Linked DNA regions of Zea mays: region 2 is linked to region 1. Evidence: chromatin contacts called from public Hi-C data. All regions are on one chromosome and are shown on one strand. The core of a region is the stretch at or near the end of the contact, and the rest is flanking DNA. Distances in the headings are between cores, read along the strand shown. Region 1 holds the start of LOC103653756. Region 2 overlaps LOC103655564.

Evidence for each region. A called contact is a pair of places that touch in the nucleus more often than the background predicts.
Region 2: a contact with region 1 is called in a Hi-C map of endosperm, with 4 times the contacts expected there. The contact joins the enhancer-like site here to the promoter of LOC103653756 in region 1. A contact is called at or near these places in 4 of 25 Hi-C or Micro-C datasets (ear, endosperm and leaf).

What each region holds. Positions count from the first base shown.
Region 1 is chr4:142,438,528-142,441,269 of Zm-B73-REFERENCE-NAM-5.0, forward strand. LOC103653756 reads right to left here and starts at 1,428. Exons shown (of 14, transcript NM_001382833.1): 1 at 1,238-1,428; 2 at 112-315; 3 at 1-39. The coding sequence starts at 1,357.
Region 2 is chr4:142,666,936-142,669,882 of Zm-B73-REFERENCE-NAM-5.0, forward strand. All of the region lies in intron 8 of LOC103655564, which reads right to left. Among protein-coding and RNA genes, the nearest start is that of LOC103655564, 25 kb to the right of the region's middle. Within about 2 kb of position 1,331, at least 2 of the 20 cell types and tissues checked have an H3K27ac peak or open chromatin away from gene starts, as enhancers often do. A contact at or near this core is called in endosperm, where this site is marked.

The DNA of each region.
Region 1 (2,742 bases), core at 178-2,677:
CAGATGCTCAAAGGCCCCCACAATTAAAGAGAATACATCCTAAAATCAAGTAAAAACATATGTAAGTACACACAGAACAACAGAAATCATTTTATTCAGGGCAGAATATACCTTCATTGCATCATCATCATATGGAGCATCAGGCGCCGTGATCCGTGTGATCTCAGATATGCATGATGCCACAGCAAGTCTAACATTTGAATCAGCATGGCCCAGCAGCTCTTTCTTGACCAGAGCTTCAGTTGCTGGGCGAAGAGCATTTGATATGCTTTCGCGAGGTGACTGCTCTACTTTAATTAAACATTCCTCAACTTCCTGCATGAACAAACCATCAACCAACCTGATGACTTCATACGATTCGAGGAACAAGCTTAGGTAGGTCAGTTAGCAAGATCAAAGTCTTCATATTTACTCAAACAGTATGAGTACATCATTTCCAGTAAACCCTAAACCATGGCAAATTGCTCTGTACAGTAAGAAAAATGAAACTAAAAAATGCTAAAATTATATTAAAGCATCAGTTTTCCTGGTTCCACAGTTTCCACCGTCATCGTGCCCCTGCATTTAAATTGAAACAATGCTAAAATTATATACAAATGGGGATTTGAACCATGGTTGTTGACTCCAAAACCACGTTGGCGTCCACCTAGCCAACAAAACACAGTGAATAAACTAGGATAATGCAAAACTAGAATCCTATATTAGTCAAAAACCTCAATCAAATCAATAAGATACTAGGAGGCCAACACCTCCAGTTTCCTCTCAAACCAAACAAGACCATAAAAACTACAAATAAAATCGTCACGGTTTCAATGTCCAATAGATAATTACTCCACGTTTGAACTCCAAAAAATATAAAATTTAAGTTCAAGAAGAAGCCAAGTCTCAAAAGACAACATAAAAGGTAAACTGGTTCCAAGGAAATCAGATAACTCCTTGTAGCAACAGTCCAGCATGGAGAACACACATCCTGTTTTGTTGGAACAAAATAAATTTACAGATTTCATAGCCTGGAAGACAACTTAAAGCAAATCACCAGGCCTAGTAGCATTTCATCCGCGACCCAACCAATCATGGCGAACAGGTAAGGGCACGACATTCACTCGGTTCCTACTAATGCCAAATCCAAACAGCCGTAAGCGCGCAGGCGAATACGACACATCATAGAAGCGCAGTCCTAACATATGCATAACAATCAACGGGAGGAGAACAAGAGCTAAAGGAGGAGCAGGCTCACGATGAGGAGGTTGAGCAGGTCCTCCGCGTCGTCGGAAGGCGCCTGCAGCCGTTCCCCGACATCCCTGAGCCGGTCCTCTAGCTGCCGCGTCTCCTGTTCCGCGGCAGGATCCTCCGCCATTTCCCGGACAGATCGAAAGCGCCCGCTCTAGATCTATCGCTGCTAGGGTTCCCCCTCGCGAGTCGCGACCTCGCTCGGCGTCGCACTCGGCGTCAGTGCCGTCGAGGAGCACGAGAGGGGTTTAGCGGTGGAGCGGTGCTGGATGAGAATGAGATTCCGCAGTGGGTATTCTCTCCTCGCCCCCCGTCCCTCTCCTCGCCCCCGCGCTACGCGACGAGGTTTCGGTGCGCGGGCGGGGGCTGGTGCCTTTGTGTTCGTTTGTGGTGTGGCTAGTAGGGCTCGGGCCTCGAACGAGCCCAGCCGAGACTCTTATTTGAATTTGTTTTTATAACGAGTCGAGCCGAGCTAAGCCGACTCGTGAGCCTAACAAAATTGATCGATTTATAGAATAATAATGAATATTAGATAATTTTATGGATAGTAGTTTATTTTTTAGTCTTTGATGATAAATATATTGCAAGTTATAATTAAAATTACTCATAATGTTGAATGATGATTCTATATTTTAAATTTATATAATGTTAATTCACTAAATAATACAACAATAAGTACCAGAATATAGCTCGCGAGCCGAGCCTCTTTCGTGAGCTCGTGAAATGGACGAGCCGAGCTCGTTCAGGCACCGAGCCGAGCTCGGCTCGGCTCGTTTCCAACCCTAGTGGCTAGGGAGTTATTTGGCATTGTGATACCGTGAATGTAGACGTTTGCTACTCTGCGATCGACCTCGTCGCTAAATCTTTTATATCTACTACTTTATGGGCTGATTGGTTCCCCGGCTGGCGCGTGCATAGCTCGAGCGGGCCTAGACCTCCAGAGAAGTTCACTCTCCACATCTCCAGACGTGCAGGCCAGACAGTGAAAAATGAGCTAAACTGCATGCGCGCATGCAGGACCATGGACAGGCAACCGAACACGCGTTTGTGCGCGGTCAATGCACGGCGCGAGCCTACGCGCGTGGGACACGGTAACCAATCAGCCCCTATATATGATCTATATGATCCTAATGTGGGTGTCCACATGCTTCATCATGCCCTCGCCACACTACCCTCTGTCGTCCACACCGTCGTCTGCTTCACCACATGTCCGTGCCATCCTCTCCCTTCCCAGATCACGGCGCCCGCGGTGCCTTCCATTGTCGCCCGCACGCGCGAGGCATCCTCTCCCTTCCCCGCATCGTGGCGCCCATGGCGCCTTCCATCGTCGCGCGCGTGGGAGCTTGGCCCCGACATTGTTTGCCTCTGCTGCAATTAGGGATGGCAACGGGTACATACCCGTCGGGTAGTACCATTCCATACCCGTACCCATCAAAAAAAATTCTACCCGTCGGGTCACCCATATATACTCGCGGGTATAAAATCTTACTCATGCCATACCCGCGGGTATTT
Region 2 (2,947 bases), core at 81-2,580, 230 kb after region 1:
ATGGATTCACAAGGGAAGTATGAAGGAAACATCAAATATAGGCAGATTCCATGGCACATGTTTAGGATATACATTAAGGAGTAAAATGACAATGGATCCAACAAATGATGCCTCAGTGTTGCACATGAAATAACATAGATAGATATGATTCATAATATGAAAGATGATACATCATAGATAGATATGATTCATATTGTGAATGATCCTCTCAAGTCTTATAGCATGAACCAAGAACCTCGAAGACCTCAAATAGTCAAATATGAAAGGTAGAACTACTATAAAATGCCTTCGCTATTAGCATGTTTGGTACTCTGTGTACCGTTAGATTCTTGTGTTTGATTACTGTACTCAAGTGTTTGATTACTGAATCATCCTCCTAGATGCCCTCTTTGTGACCAAGAGCCTGAAACCATCAACCATTTTTGGGTTTCTTGTAGCTTTTCCAGATTATATTGGTACATCACTCTTCGGAAATTTGGGCTCCACATTCTTGCCCCTCTCCAAGATGACACAAACTTCCTGCGGTGGTGGAAACGTATTGCTGATATTGTGTCAGATATGATCAAGAAGGGGGTAAATTCACTTTTGATTCTGGGAGCCTGGATGATCTGGAAGTTCAGAAACAGAGTGGTGTTTGACGGGTCTCCCCCCAATATCACTACAATCTTAGAGGCCACTGCTGAGAAAAAGGGAGAAATGGATGGTTGCAGGAGCTAAGGGTCTTTCCTTTTTAGCTGCTCCCAGTACCAATGTCAGAGATAAGTTGTATCTTTTAGTTGTGTATGGATTGTTTCCTTTATGCTTGTTTCTGGCCTCCATAAGGAGGTCCTGTATTCGGGACCTTTCCGACCCCTTTTTCTTCTTCTTACTTAATAAAATGAGGCGCAGTTCTCCTGCGTTTTTCGAGGAAAAAAATTTGTACTCAAGTGTTATGGGCCTTGGCGCAGCCCATATAATTCCTTTTCTAATATATGCAATACACAACCCACATTGTTGGGGTTAGGGTTTCCAATGTGGTCCCTAGCTTGGTTCTTTCTCTCCCTTCCTTCCCTAGCCGCCACCAACACCTAGCCGTCTTCGTTGTCGCTAGGCCGTTGTCACCTGCCCGTCTCCTATGGCCGACACGCCACCTCCTTTTCCCTCATCCCCTCCTCTCCCAACGCTGGGCCACAGCGGTCGCGCCCGTGCCTTCCTCAGTGTCGAGGCCGGCCTCCTCCGATGTCACGGTGGCTGGGCTGGCCGCCAGGGCCCCGCTCCCAGCACCCTTGCCCCTCTACGCCACCTCTGCCCCGCCTATCCTCCCACGTCTGGCGCCGTGGCCGGCCCAACCACTAGCGCCCCAGTCCTAGCCACCCCTGCTGCGGCCCTCTCTGGCCTAGGCGCCACAAGCCAGGGCCCAGGCCTAGCCGACCTCGGCCACGTGCCTCTTTCGTCTACGCTCCTGCCCTTTGATGTTGTCGTCGCTCACTCCACCTTACCCGCAGCCCTCACCACTGTTAAGGCGGTTGTTGTCGTCGTTCAGGACGCGAACATGTTGCTTCCTCGCTTAGGAGCACGAACGCACCGCGGCGGATGCCCTCACCCGTCAGATGGCCGACACTGACCGTCACATGCTCGGCTCTCCCTGCATCAAGCCCCTCCCTGTGCCCCGTGGTAGCCCCTCTTCATAGTACAAGATCGTCGTCATCGCCAACCTCCATGCACAGGCGACAGGTGTCCAAAACATCCGCTCTCTGGTTCTCGTCATCCTTGACCCGACTTCCTCCACCTACACCCGCTAGCATGACCTCGTCCTCCTCACGCTCCAACACTATGCCTTAGACGACCACGTCCTCGCCGACATCGCAGCCCTCGCTATCCCCTTCTGGTGGCACATGGATAGTGTGGTCCTCTCATGGATCCTTGGGATCGTCACTGTTGAGCTCCAAGATGTTGTTCGCAAGCATGGCGGCACTGACCGTTAGGCCTAGTTGCCATCAATGAGCAATTCCTCGACAACCATGAGGCTCGCGCTCTCCACCTCAATGCAGCCTTTCGGACCTTCGTCAAGGGAACCTCTCCGTCACCAACTATTGCCGCCAGATGAAGGACATGGCGACCTCCCTCTGTGACCTCAAGGAGCCCGTCTCTGATTGCACGCTCATCCTCAACCTTCTTTGCAGCCTTTTTTCTCGAAAAACGCAGGAGAACTGCGCCCCATTATATTAAGAGAAAAGATGGATGGGGCCCCAAGAGAAACCCCGATATAAAGCGCTCCTTATGGAGGCTAGACACACGCATACATAAAACGATCCATAAGAATGCTAAAAAACTACACCCCTCCAATAGCGACACTAGAGCCAACTAAAAAAGAAAGGCCCCTTGCTCCAGCCACATGCCATTTCTCTGTTTCCTCATTAACAGATTCCAACAACGGGAAGAGACTTAGAGTCACACCATCAAACACCACTCTATTTCTGAGTTTCCAAATCATCCAAGCCCCCATAATAAGCAAGGAGTCCATATCTTTCCTAGTCCAACCGGACACGCAGCATATAAATTGTGTCACTTTGAATAGGAGATAAGCAGTGAATACCAAACTTCCGAAGGATGTTATACCAGCACACTCTAGAGAAGACACATGAAACCAACAAGTGGTTAATGGTCTCTGGCTCTTGATCACAGAGGGCATCTAGGAGGGTGATTCAAGCCTATTCTCTCCACTCTGTCAGCAGTCCAACATTTATCATGTGCCACCAACCATAAAAAGAATTTGCATCTGGGTGGAGCCCATAACTTCCAGATTCTTTTATGATGATCAAAAGGAATTGAACCAGCAAAGAGGCCATTGTAAGCTGAGCATGCAGAATAGTTACCATCAGAAGCAGCAGAAAAAATATGTTGTCCTCAGTGTTAGGTTGCAGCACAATACCAGAAAGAGAATTCCAAAGATGAAGATAGTCAGTTA